3 separate regions of the Mus musculus genome follow, and regions 1 and 2 are each linked to region 3. Evidence: chromatin contacts called from public ChIA-PET data. All regions are on one chromosome and are shown on one strand. Each heading gives the region's core, a stretch centred on a gene start, on an enhancer-like site or on the middle of the called end of the contact. The rest is flanking DNA. Distances are from core to core; before and after follow the strand shown.

The links. ChIA-PET counts read pairs in DNA pulled down with a chosen protein or histone mark.
Region 1: an RNA polymerase II ChIA-PET map of memory CD8 T cells shows a contact between it and region 3, with 8 read pairs. The contact joins two enhancer-like sites. A contact is called at or near these places in 5 of 484 Hi-C or Micro-C datasets (B cells, the C10 cell line, CD8 T cells and 2 more), 6 of 115 datasets of contacts at active chromatin or transcription factors (acute myeloid leukemia, embryonic stem cells, memory CD8 T cells and 1 more) and 1 of 9 other capture datasets (embryonic stem cells).
Region 2: an RNA polymerase II ChIA-PET map of memory CD8 T cells shows a contact between it and region 3, with 5 read pairs. The contact joins two enhancer-like sites. A contact is called at or near these places in 2 of 115 datasets of contacts at active chromatin or transcription factors (embryonic stem cells and memory CD8 T cells) and 1 of 9 other capture datasets (embryonic stem cells).

What each region holds. Positions count from the first base shown.
Region 1 is chr12:77,059,200-77,063,573 of GRCm38.p6, reverse strand. No RefSeq gene overlaps it. Among named protein-coding and RNA genes, the nearest start is that of Gm35189, 6.3 kb to the right of the region's middle. Within about 2 kb of position 2,968, at least 189 of the 459 cell types and tissues checked have an H3K27ac peak or open chromatin away from gene starts, as enhancers often do. A contact at or near this core is called in B cells, CD8 T cells, acute myeloid leukemia and 1 more, where this site is marked.
Region 2 is chr12:77,176,581-77,181,017 of GRCm38.p6, reverse strand. All of the region lies in intron 1 of Gm40446 (a long non-coding RNA gene), which reads left to right. Among named protein-coding and RNA genes, the nearest start is that of Gm40446, 13 kb to the left of the region's middle. Within about 2 kb of position 2,572, at least 90 of the 459 cell types and tissues checked have an H3K27ac peak or open chromatin away from gene starts, as enhancers often do. A contact at or near this core is called in memory CD8 T cells, where this site is marked.
Region 3 is chr12:77,535,103-77,539,448 of GRCm38.p6, reverse strand. No RefSeq gene overlaps it. Among named protein-coding and RNA genes, the nearest start is that of Gm35240, 16 kb to the left of the region's middle. Within about 2 kb of position 2,153, at least 57 of the 459 cell types and tissues checked have an H3K27ac peak or open chromatin away from gene starts, as enhancers often do. A contact at or near this core is called in B cells, CD8 T cells, acute myeloid leukemia and 1 more, where this site is marked.

The DNA.
Region 1 (4,374 bases), core at 1,719-4,218, 480 kb after region 3:
TCCCAGCTGTGCCCATGCAAGAAGCACAATTAAACTCAGTGGGCCACACACTAAAGACATGGATTTGTTGGAAAGAGGGAGTTTAGTGGGAGAAGGGGGAATGAGATAGGGCAATAGAAGGGGAAGTGACTAAAATTGATTATATACAAGGATGAGACTCTCAAGGGGTTATAAAAATGCAATGTTTAAAATAAAAGAGTATACAATAAAGCCGGTGGCAATATTAACAAATGCAACTTTAATAATGCACAAGTGTCAAAATTCAGAATAGCTGCATTACGCAGCCACTAATATTTTCTAATGACCCACACATGCGATTACAAAATAATCCAGAGGCAAAGATGGATTCAAAGTGAAAGAAAGGTTATGAGACCTTGATGTCAAAGATTTTTTTTTAAGTTTTTTAATACCTGATTTCAGATTCCACATAATCAGTGTCTGAAGGATAAACTTGCTCATGTTCTGTTTTCATGTGGTATCAAAAGAAAACTGGTAAATCAGGAAAGGCTATTTAACTATTTCCCCTTTCTCCTGTTCCTCTCTGTGTGAGTGTGAGTTGGTGTGCATCTCTGTGTGTGTGTTTGTGTTATACATGTGTGTGCATCTGTGTGTGTAAAGGCCAGATGAGGATGGGATGTCTTCCTCTATTGCTCCCCACCTCATTACCTTAACATGAGTCCTCTCGCTGAACACAGACTCTGCGTTGAGGCAGGCAGCACCCCAGCATCTGCCTCTCTCCACCCTGCAGTGCTGGGGTTACAGTGCACCTGGCCGTGCGTTACATTTCTGGGGACTCCGGGACTAGAACCCAGGTCTTCCTGCTTGCACAGCAAGCACTCTTACCCAATCAACTGTCTCCGTAGCCCCTATTTATCTCTTTCCAAATCTTAGATTTGAATGAGACTAGTTTTTTCTCCATATACTTGTACTGAAACAACATGTCCCAGTGTGTTGAATCCCAAAACGGACACAAGTATTCAGCTATTCTATTCTGCCAGATGCTAAAGAGATTTGCAAAACTATCAATGCCAGTATTCACATTAAAGTTTGTATATTATCATTTCTTGTCCATTTAAACAGTGTTATTACTGCTTGACATAGGGGTACACATACCCTGTAAATCCAGCACTTGGGAGGCAGAGGCAGGTGGATTCCTGAGTTCGAGGTCAGGCTGGTCTACAAAGTGAGTTCCAGGACAGCCAGGGCTACACAGAGAAACCCTGTCTCGAAAAAAATCAAAATAAACAAACAAACAAAGGTTTAAACAAAGTCTCACTTTTCTTTCTAATAATGTTGATACATGCCAATCAATTTTACCTCACAGACATTCTGAGGGCCTCTCAAGGAGTCTGCACTAGTGTGAAAGATTCCTGTAAGCAACAGGTTTAAGACATGAAGCTCAGAGTTCCTCTCTAACCCGCTTAGTTACCTACTTAGCAACCCAATGCCTTCTTTAACAAATATTTCTATTCTTCTGTCCAAAGGAACTTATTTAGGGCTGGAGAGATGGCTCAGTAGTTAAGGGCACTGACTGCTCTTGCAGAAGACACAGATACAACCCCTAGCATCCACACAATGACTGACTTACAATCATCTGTGACTCCAGTTGCAGGGGACCTGACACCTTCCTCTGACCTTTGCAGGCAGCAGACACACAAGCGTATGTAGGCAAAACATATAGGCATGTAGGCAAAACGAATATACAAAGTAAAAATCTTTTAAAATTCAGAACCTAATTTTTAAAAGTATAATGTTGTAAGTGCCCCTAAAACTGCTTTTTCTGTCATCTCCTGGAGCCTTGCCTATGATCCCGTGCCCATACAGCCTGGTGCTCAGCAGAATGTTCCCGTCAAACCTTTGAGACAGCGTTGTGTAATTCCTGCCTCCCTTACATTCTGCTAGGCCAATTCCCACCACCCGGCCTCTCCTGGCCTGTCTGCTCCGCTAAGAGCTTGGAGTTTGGCTTGCTTTTCTGTGCCTGAGCTCTGGCCTGGAATTTGCTCCATGGCAGAAATCTGGAACCACCTAGTATCTGATTACCTCATCTGTCCCTTTTCAACCGATTTCTGAACCTTCGATAACTTTGTTCCACCTTCTCTAGTTTTCTGGAAGCTTCCGTGGAGAGCTGGCCCCATGTCTGTGGGCTTTTGATAACTGGAATACTCTTTTAACCCCCTTGCTCTGTTTGAAACAAAAGGCCCTGGATTTTAGCCATCCCAGGCCCTGGGGAGTAAGCAGGGCTCACCTTTAGCCTGGCAACATGGGCCTTCTGAGGGTTCCAGAACTCTGACCTTAAACTCCAGCGCTAAACAACACGTTGCCCTCCCCACGCTTCCAAAGAATGAAAGGGAAGCATTATATTTTTAGCTTAAAAGTCCTGGCTTTCAAGGGTTGGTATAAATTAACATGGCGGAAGGGGGTACATCCTAAGCCAAAATGTTAACAAGGACAATGGGCCTCTGAGAAATCAACTTCTAGTCTTTTTTTTTTCCTGGACTTTCCAAATTTTAAATAAATGAACAAGGGCTATCTTTAGAAAACAGAACAATGTCCCATATTTGTGGTCCCCTCCCACTGGCTGACTTTTCTTTGTGCTTTAGTACAAATATAGGCCAGGGTGTGACTGATAGTTGATAGCTCGCCTGGGTGTGGATCCTCCCTTCCCTGTCTCCCAGAAGAAGGTTCTTTGAAGAGCTTCCGTGTTTGTCCAGCAAATGACTACAGCCTAAGAAAACTCAACTTTCTCAGAAAAAATTTCCAGACATTTCTGATTACAGCCAAGTCTCCAAGAGAAGCCTGAGGGAAGGAGTCCTGAGGAGAAAATGTTTTGTTTCTGACCAGGGGCTTGGGCCCCCTCACCCCCTCGGGCGCCCCACTCTGACCCCACCCGTCCCACCCACACCTTAGTAGCCTTTGCTCTCTATCAGCTCAAGCCCAACAGAGGGTAGCCCTTCTACTGTGATACCCAGCTGCTGTCACTCAACGCCTGCGTCCCCTTTAAAAATGAAAACAAGTTCCTCAGACTCCAGAGCAGGAACTCTGGAGACGTTAGCATATTCTGGCAAGGCGCCTGATGGATAATAGATAACAGGTTATCCAGGAAATAATTAGAAGCCTGCGCCCACACGGATCGGTTGCACACACTGACCCCTGTCATTCAGGATGTGGCCCTGACAGTAAGAACCCTTTCTTCTTTCGCTTTCAGGCGTCAGAAAAATGTCAGGCTTCTCTCCTGCCTTTATGCGGTGACAAGTTAACAAATGCTGAGTTTCCAAAAGGCACTTATAAGACCCTCCGAAGCATGAGTTCTCACGAGTCTGGGGAACCAGTAGGTTCCCTCCCATGAGCCCCTGGGCGGGGCGGGGTAGGGGAAATCACTTCCTCAGCCTCGTGCTGCTGTGTAAGGAGTCCTTGCTTCCTTCTCTCCACCCCTCCCTGTTTCTTTCCACCCCTTGCCTGAAGTTCTACCCCTGACCAGCTACTTTCAAAGTCCATGCCTGGCTGCTGAGCAGAGTCTAAGTAGCCACCCGGACTCTTCTCCAGCTGGGGACATTACCCCACACCCCACACCCCCAATATGCACCGATTTTGTTTGCTCTGAGATTCGGAAGTATTCACTTTTGTTTGTTAAGTACAGTCTCTGTATGCATCCACTGCTGTAGATATGTTGATGCGGTTATGACAGTCCATGGCTTCCACCATCTTTATCTTTTTCTTTGGTGAGATGTGTGATCTGAATGTAGATAGGAACTGTGACTAAGGGACTTCCCTGCCTTCCCTGCATTGAGCAGATGAAGATTGCTAGTAAGTCTATTCTTGGATCCTAAAGGCAGTGGGTTCCATTTTTCTCTTTCTACATCTTTGAGTGGGGTTGCATGTTTGTTTGTTTGTTTGTTTGTTTGTTTGTTTTTCTGTTCTAAAATCAAGAGTAATAATAAAGACCCCTTACTCTGACCATGACATTTCGACCAACACATTGTGTGTACCTCTGAACTCGCTCCAAAGTCTCCCTTTATTCTCCTCATTTCACAGACCAGAAAACTGAATCTTGGGGCAACTAAAAGTAAAGTAAAAACTGGAGTTATCAGATCCTAAGTTCTATCATCACACAAGCCTATTGTCCTGCACAAACAAACAGGCAAACCTGGGCCAGGCAAACTACACCATGCTACTTCATTCACGTCTTATACCCATATACGCTAACTCTTTCAAGGAAAGAGACCTGTGCCCTGGAAGTTATTAAGGAAAGCCCTCCCTTGAGAAGGGTGGTGGGAAGCTGTGGTGTATCCCCTATAGCATCCAAATCAACCATAGGTTTCATTTCATTTGAACCTCACATTAGAAATGAAGTTTAAGCTAAGAGCTGAGAAACGG
Region 2 (4,437 bases), core at 1,323-3,822, 360 kb after region 3:
AAACACACTGTGAGCCTCCTTCCTCTGCCTCCCAAATGCTAAGCTTACGGGCATGCACCATCATGACCAGTTTTACGAAGTGCTAAGGATCAAACCCAGGCTTCGTCCAAGCTAAGCAAGTACTCTACCAGCTGAGCCACACCCCCAGCCTGAAACCCTACCCATTTTTAAAGTACAACACAAATTCTAGGTATTTAATTAAGCGTTCTCTGATTCTATTAAGCAGACACAGTCACTCTTTCCGATGAACTGAAGATCTTGAGTTCAAGCCAAGAGCTGTGGAGTCATTCATTCCTGATTTTCCTGTTCTATATCATAACCATTTATCTATTTTGTCTGTGTTACCTTAAAAATACATTCACAATCCAACTTCTCACCATCCTCCTTGATCACTCAGGATCAAGCCAGCATCAGCTCATCCTATATTTTGGCAGACACTTCCTTACAGGCCTCTGGTTTCTCTGCCAGCACCCTAAGAGCTCATCCTCAAACCATCACTGCCCTGCTCAAAGCCCTCACTGGCTTCAGAATAAAATTTAAAGTCCTCACCAAGGCTTTCGGAGCTCTCTGGGATCTGCCCTATCACCTCCCTGGCTCCGTCTCCTGCTCGCTACTTTCACTCAGAGTCCCAGTCACACACACCATGCACATCCCTCTATACAGTCTTTACACTGCATATTTTCTCTGCTTGGAAAGTTCTTCTAGCCACTCAGGTAGATGGCTTACTCCTTTCAGATTTTGACTCTGATAGAACCTCACCAGAGAAGTCTTTCCTGGTCTTCCATTAAAGAACTTCTCTCCCCTCAACTCTGATTGGATACCCTCCATCAGGTTAGTTTTCTTGATGAAATTCTGTCCCACACAAGATTCATACAGGTAGCAACTTAGACATGTTGTTCACTGACTCAGCCACAGTACTTACAGGAAAACAGTGTCAAGTCAAGGCAGGGTGACTGTGCATCATACTACTGCCAACAGCTCAGAGGAGTTTCCTTCCCATTAGATCAAGTACCTTTATGGGCTGAGGTACCTTACAGATAACTCTCCCCCTTTAGGGATCTAGGGTAACATCAGGTCCTTGATTATGCTACCAAAACAAAACCAACAACAACAAAACCCACTGACCAGATCAAAAGCCCAGTATACACCTAAGATGTGGGTTGGGGGTTTCTCAAGAGACTCAAACTTAGATATCTTTACAGTGTATGTGAAAGAGAGAGAGAGAGAGAGAGAGAGAGACAGAGACAGAGACAGAGACAGAAACAGAGAGATATAGAGATTCGGTGGCTTTTTCTTAGTCATCTAGAGACAGGTAGGCAGTAAGGTAGAGAGCGAGACTATAAACTAGTCATATAGCCTGAGACCAAGAAAGGGAAGTGACTGGATCAAGAGCTTATAAAACAAGTCAAACAAGTTGGGAGAAAGAGGATGAAAGTGAACACGGACCGTGACCACTCCCCTGACTGAGCAAGTGACACATGGTCACTTCACTTGAGCAGGGAAGTCTGTAGGCCACTTGCTGGATCAGCTGTCATGCATTCAAAGATGGCCAATCTCAATAGATTATCTCGGTCCCTATCAAATAGTGGCCATAAGCCCCGGGACAGGCCACCACAAGCCCTGGGACAGGCCAGCAGGCAGCATGTTGGTACTCCTGGTCCTACTCCCTTTCCTGGAATTGCTCTCACTTTTCCTTAATGAATCTACATTTGATCTTCTCACTTCTTGTTTTCTTGGGGACCAGACAAGAATCTGAGAAACCAGTGGCTCCAGGTGGCTTTGGTGACCCTTGACCGCCCCCACGCCGTATAGTATCATAGGGAGCAGAAAGGTGTTCTATCACATTCAGCGAACATCCCCACCCGGCTCTGACAGTGTAGTTTACATTGAGGATTAAAGACTAAGCAAAACTTGTTTACTTGTTTCTCCTATCTTAAAAAAAAAAAAAAAAAAAAAAAAAAAAAAAAACTCCTTTTGTAAATAAAAATGTAAAGTGCTTTTAGGAGAGACATTGCTTAGAGTGAGGGGGTTAGAAAGGAGTGCTAAGTGTTCAGGGCCCAAGGAAGCACAGTTCATTGGGTTTTTTTGTTTTTGTTTTTGTTTTTGGGTTTTTTTGTTGTTGTTATTTTTGTTTGTTTGTTTGTTTTTTAAGACAGGGTTTCTCTGTATAGTCCTGGCTGTCCTGGAACTCACTCTGTAGACCAGGCTGGCCTCAAACTCAGAAATCCGCCTGCCTCTGCCTCCTGAGTGCTGGGATTAAAGTTTATTGTTCTTAACCTTCTTGTTTAAGATGGTCTGGAAAGCACATGCTATCTCTACAGGCGATTTTGGTGTTGAAGTTTCTTCGCTCTGCCATCAGGAAAGACAATCTGGACCTCACAGGAAAGGGTCTCTTCCCCTGCCGTTGTCCCCTTGATGTTCCCTCTCTCCAGCCTCAGTAACACTCAATGTGTGCTTACCAGGTCTCTGTTAAATAATTGCATATTCCTCTAACCACCGCCATCCATCCTCCTGGTTCATGTGGCGAGGTCCTCGCTGCTCTCTCTGAGTGTGCACACATCCGGTCTCTGGAGGTAGCCCTTCTAAATGCCACAGCTGAGGCTTACTGCACGCTGGGGGCCGCGCAGAAAGGCAGCTCTCTGGAGTTCTCCTTGTTGACATTTAGAGAAAAGCGTTAGGGCGTTAGCGTTAGGGCTGTAGCAGCTGCTGTCGGCTTGCCTAACCTGTTCTTGGCAGGACCCTGAACTACAGGACTAGATGGCACATTTAAGGGCAAGTGTGGGGTCTGGTAATCTGTCCCAGACAAAAGATCAATTTAAATCCTTGAGCAAGAGGAAGTGCTGCAGTTCCCAGCACAGAAAAGAGGCTGAGGATTTTCATAGTCCTGAGTGTCACTCAAAACTGATCCTCCCCAACACCACACCACCCCCCAATTTTGTTTACAATCTGGTGGTTCTCTGCAACGGAATAAAGCCTTGCTCTGGTTAATTGGTAGCAAAGGTCACTACTTAACAGATGCTACGCGGAAAGGAGCCAAGTCAAGGGTAGCTAGGCTCTGGAGTCACTGCTCAAAGTTAGAAAGGAAACACTGGCTTACTAAATACAGGCGCCATTCTACCCTGCTCCAGCCTTGAAAACAGGGGGAAGGTCCAAAGAGTGGCAGCTGAGCCCCAGGAAGGTCTTGGCCCTTGCACTGCTCTACATCCTGCCAAGGTCATTTCCCAGACTCCAGTGAACCAGGCACTCTCCAATGTTGATAGTGGTCATTTGCAAAAAAAAAAAAAAAAAAAAAAAAAGAAAAAGAGAAAGAAAGAAAGAAAGAAAGAAAGAAAGAAAGAAAGAAAGAAAGAAAGAAAGAAAGAAAGAAAGGGGCAAAGGAGGAGACAGAGGAAGTGCTCTGAACAGAAGAGGAAAAAGGTGCCTTTGAATTCGGAAAACCTAAGGCCAGTGCCTGAAATAACTGTGAGCATTGTTCAAAGAGAGCATGCGCAAAGAGACAGCCCCAGGTGTGGGAGGAAGTGGCTGAGGTGGTCTGAGGACACAGTGAGCTCTCTGAAGGGGCGGGCCAGAGGACAGGACATATTTTAAGCAGCCTTAGAAAGACTTCTTTTAGCATTCTGCAGGAAATGGAAAGCAGATGGATTGGTTTGAAACTTATTTTTGTTTTTGTTTTTGTTTTTGTTTTTGTTTTTTTTTCCTGTCCCCTTGAGACTTGCGGGGCAGAGTTAGAAGTGGACAGGTAAGGTGTTTAAGTAAATACTGTACTGACAGACGGAGGCCTCCCTGTGTCAGAGCATCTTGAGAAACAGCTATTTAGGCCAAAGGGCTTTCATTTGCCTTGTCTTATACAAGTCTGGCTAGAATAAATAGCTACGTGGTTTGCAGCACAGATCTGTCTGTGTCTTGGTGGTTGTTAGTGACCGGATCTTGTCAGTCTCTGTAGAACAAGGATACAGAACCCAGAGCTACAGGCAGCAGCCAAGGAGTTTCCCGAACTTTCCAGGGACCTCGAGTTGAATAAATCTGGATTCTCCACACAGAAAGGAATTACAGGACGAGCCAGTATATACAGCAGGGTTAGAGTTTTATTAAGAACAGAAAGGCAGTTTTAAATAAGAAGGCATACCACGGGCTGTGTAAGGGCTTTTCAAAAGAGAGGCACCTGAAAGTGTCTTGGCAGGAGCCACATGCACCATTTTGGTGGCTCTCAAGCTATGTTTTCAAAAGATTGTTGAGACATTTTCTTTCTATATTTTTTTTGATAAATAAAATTATAGGGCATCTCTGGAGCTGCCTTTGATTAGATTACAATGTGATAAGATAAAATCATGAGCTTCGGGGTTTCACAATGGTGATAAAGCTTTTACTGTAAGTGGAGTTTCTGGCAAGAATCCTAGAAAATTGCAGGTTTACAGCTAGGGGAGAAGAAAGGCCACG
Region 3 (4,346 bases), core at 904-3,403:
CCAGCCATCTTAGCAGACCCTCGAAGTTTACTTGACTTGCTAAAGTTTGGGTCACCTGAGTTCATTATATATATTGGCCTATACCCCAGGAGAAAGCCTGAGAGGACAGACAGCTTCTGACGTTCATTTCTGTCATTGACAAAGAATCTCCTAAACCTAAGGCCTCTTGGATGAGCCATGTTTCTGGGTGAACTTTGTGAAGTAGAAATTCCAGTGGGCATCAATGTGGCGGCCATGACTGCTCTGTTTAATGGAGGCCCAAGCCTTCTGGTCTGGAGATGTCAGGAGTGCTATGTGCTCACCTTCCCTATCTGCCTCCCAGTTTATCAGTTTACACACAATCCAGCAGGATGCCATCGTGGCTGCTCACTGTGTGTTCTGAAACTCCATACACACACTCATAGTGTAAAAAATAAATGTAAAATGTAATTCAAAGCATTGAAGGAAGTCTGGAGAGTTCAAGACTGGGCAGCCACATGTAGTAAGTCATTCTTGCTGGTAGGGACTCTCCTGCAAACTCCCAAGGTGATATGGGGCATGAAGATACAACATCCAAGCCCAGGTCTTTCCTTTACTTATAAAGCCACTGTCCCTTTGGGGTAGGCTCCTACACTACTGGCCTCATTTAATTTTAGTCACCTTCCAAGGATTCTATTTCAAAATACTCTGACCGGGTTAAGTTTGCTTTCTTAGCCCCTTGCAGTGAGATTAAACTTCAATACAGGTTTTCCCAGAGAGTCAAATCATACATTTGATCCCCCAACATCTCTTTCCCACATCACAGGCTACTTGTTGCCATTGTTCTAACACCCAACCACAGAGTACCCCTAAGATCTTATGTGCTTCTATTAGACACTCGTCTAACCCATCCCTGGTGGGTACTTCCTGTTCATGGGCCCTGCCTAGTTGGCATGAATGTAAGGGACCATGTCTTACCTCTCTTTTGTACCATCCACAAACAGAGGGTTTTAAATTTTTGATCTGACTTAAAGCACCATTGCTTTTCTTCCCTGTAACATCTAACCCTGAGGTAAAATATTCATCTTCAAGTTGAATGAGCGTTCGTCACTGGATAGAGGGACATGATGGCAATGTCCTTTGGGATTTACTTGGCCACAGAGTCTTCCTTTTCAAGCAGGTGGCCATGACACGGATCCCTAGAGAAGGCATTCTGACCAGCCACAGGTTTTGGGTTGCTTTGCTCCTTTCTGCTAAGTACCAGCCAGTGGAAAACAGTGAAGTATTAAGCATTTTATAAAAATACTTAGGTTACCATGGAGAATAATAAAAGCATAATACTAATACCAAGTATTTGGGGGTCATAATATTTTCATCTTTCAATAGCTTGTTGATTGTGGGGCTGGAAATGGCCTAGAGATTGGATGTATTCTCATTTACAGGTGAGCCAAGAAATGATTCTCAGATACATAATATCCTGGGTGGCCCTCTTAGCTTGCAAGTGTGGGCCAACCCATTTCACAGGCAAGGAAACTAAGGCACAGCATTGGCTTTACCCAGGCAAGTGATTCCTTTGACACAGAGCAGAGCTGAATCTAGACTTCTAACTTTCCAATTTCTGGTCTGGTTTGCTTTCCACTTAGTCACTGCCCCTTTCCTTTGGCCAAGTAACAATGGGAAGGGCGTCCTAAGAGGAACCAACTAAGCACTATGACATTGCATCTGACCTTGGCCCATGCCAGCTTCTAAAAGGGTTATCTCTTTTCTTAGTGCTTACAGGCTCTGCTTCACTCCCAGCTCCCCCCCCCCACTTCCCAGAGTGCCTTGAGGCATATCGTGTGACAACCCTGAATACCTAATCATCTTTTAGAGACAGTTCTGAGCTGAGGGCTGAATAGCTCCCTGTCATTTTAATTAATGAAAAGAACATTGTCTGAAGCTCCCTACAGCAGCAATTCCCGTTTGTTGGAAGATGTTTTAGCTCTAAGTGGTATGAATCAAGATGCGGCCCTATTTGTCTGAAACTCATCAGGACTGTAGACCAAGTACGGCCTCCAGGGAGAGGCACCCCCTACAGAAAGACAGGAAGTACCTTCACAGATAGAAAGTACTTGGTGTCCTTGAGCATAAACAAGGAACTAGAGAGGGGACAAAGTTGGCCAGACATGACAGTCAACTCCTTAGCCGCTTTGCAGGCTAAGTCTGTTGACAGCTGCAGTTGTTGATTGTGGTTCATCACTTCCTATGAAGAACGGAGGACTCTGTGGTCCAGGCAGCCCAAGAACCTCAGACCTGCCTAGGAACTCTAGGCAAAGGGACCTTGCTGTCATTTGTTCCTGCTCGCCTGGCACCCACTGCCCTTTGCTGCTCCTCCCTCATCACTGGGATTGAATTGTTCCTTTATGGATGGATGGGGAGAACCCAGAAGGCTCAAGAAATTTGCAAGACTCAGCTCACAGAACACAAAACAGGGTTCACAAAGGCCCTTTCTTTGATGTTGAATAAGAGGTAACTGTTTGGGGAAGAGAGCCTTCTCAGTGGTGTGACTGCCTCTAAGTTGTGCCGAGAATTCCAAGGACGGAGTTTTCGTAATAATCACCCATGCTCCTATACGTAACTCCTTGTCTCATATTCTTATAAGTAACCCCAATTAACCTATTGGTTCACCAAGCTGGACTTGGATAGTGCAGCTTCTCTGGCAAGTTGTTGTTTGCTAGGGCAAATTTAAGTAAGTCCCCCCCCCCCCCCAGGAAAAATCACTGCTGAGTCCCATGGCCAGGACTCAGCTCTAAGGGCTTAACAACCAAAGAGCACCTCTAGAGTCCTATGAGACTCAATAAACTACCATTCCTTTTCTGGTATACCATTTGAGATTGAACAATATTTAATTGTCTTTGGCCATACTCCCTCCTCCTCTTGCCCTTATCACACTGCACTACTACTGTGTGTTTATGGCTCTGTCTTTCTTTTCACACTGGGCTTTAAGACTGGGGTGCCTTTCAGCCATTTTCCTATCAGCAGTTTCTAGCACAGTGCCTGGCATATGGTTAGTGCCCAGTAGGTGTGGGATGGCCAAGTGAGTTACAGGACACATATACAAACCATAAATAGCCATGTACATACCAAGTGCACAGGCGATTGTGCAGACTTGTGGTGGCTTTGCCCACTTCATGGCACCCAGAGGCTTTCCGGTAGCTATTGGTGAGGACAGAAGAACTCTATCTCTTAGATATTTCTGGTTGTACACAGGCAAATAATGCAAGAGTAATCAATCAGCCTGGCAGACATCGACAACAACCCGCAAGGTCAGGCTAGGAACGCAGGCAAGAGAGTTTCCCCTCCAGAAATGGGATGGTCCTCTGATCCCATCCTGAATCAGGGATGGGCTGGAAGCAAGGAGTTAGAGAAGATGGGGGCTGCACATCATTTGTGCTGTCACGTCTAGAAAATCAAAATGCCTGCTGCTCACCTGAAGTGACCGAAGACCTGCAGGCTGCCTGCAGCTGGTGCTTCAAAACAGTATTCTCTGCTGTACTAAACAGCCACACCATAAAACAGGGTCAGGACAATCCATTTCTCCCCTTGTAAAATGCACGACTCAATCAATAAACATGCTTCCTCCACGGCTTGGGAGCCCCAGGACAAACTCACCTCAAATGCAAGGATCTTAGCATTGGAGGCGACTCAACCATTCTCTGGAGAGGAACAAGCTCCAGTGGGTAGCGCTTTCCCTCTCCTTCCTAATTTGAGGAGAACTAACACATCTTGCTAGTTTTCTAAGTTAGAATTCAGGGGAAAGAAGCTAAAGTAAGACTCACTTCCCATTGACCCACAGTATCCTTCCAAGTATACGTTTGTGGCCCCCGGTCAAAGCCAGCACCTTTGTTTCCATCTTGTATGGTTTGTCTTTAGTAAATCCATACACCCTGCTGAGTGTCATGACATTCCTGTCCTTTCCTTGTTTTCAAACTGACAGTCTATTGACCCAGCCATGTCTGGGTCTTGAGTTTGTGGGAGAGGATCTTGTATTGTTGGTCACTGCTGTTATTTCACTGCAGGTAGAAGCAAGCACTGACAGTCATGTGTTAAACACATCTGCTTCCTCTCCAGACGAGGACCTATCACCAACAACTTTGTGATGCCCCCAGGCAGGAAGCTGGCTCTCAGAATTTGTGTGATCATCCTCCCTCTGCCTTTTAATTATTCTCACGAAAGTAGCTTCTAGAATAGTGCCTGGCTCATGCAATGAGCCCACTAGATGCTGGGTAAGTGACAATAACACTCACACTACAAGCACTGGTGTCAGCGTCACATGTACAAACAAACATGCAACCTTATGTGTGCCAAACATGACAGGCAGGCAAAGTCCTTTCTGTTGAGACTGCTTT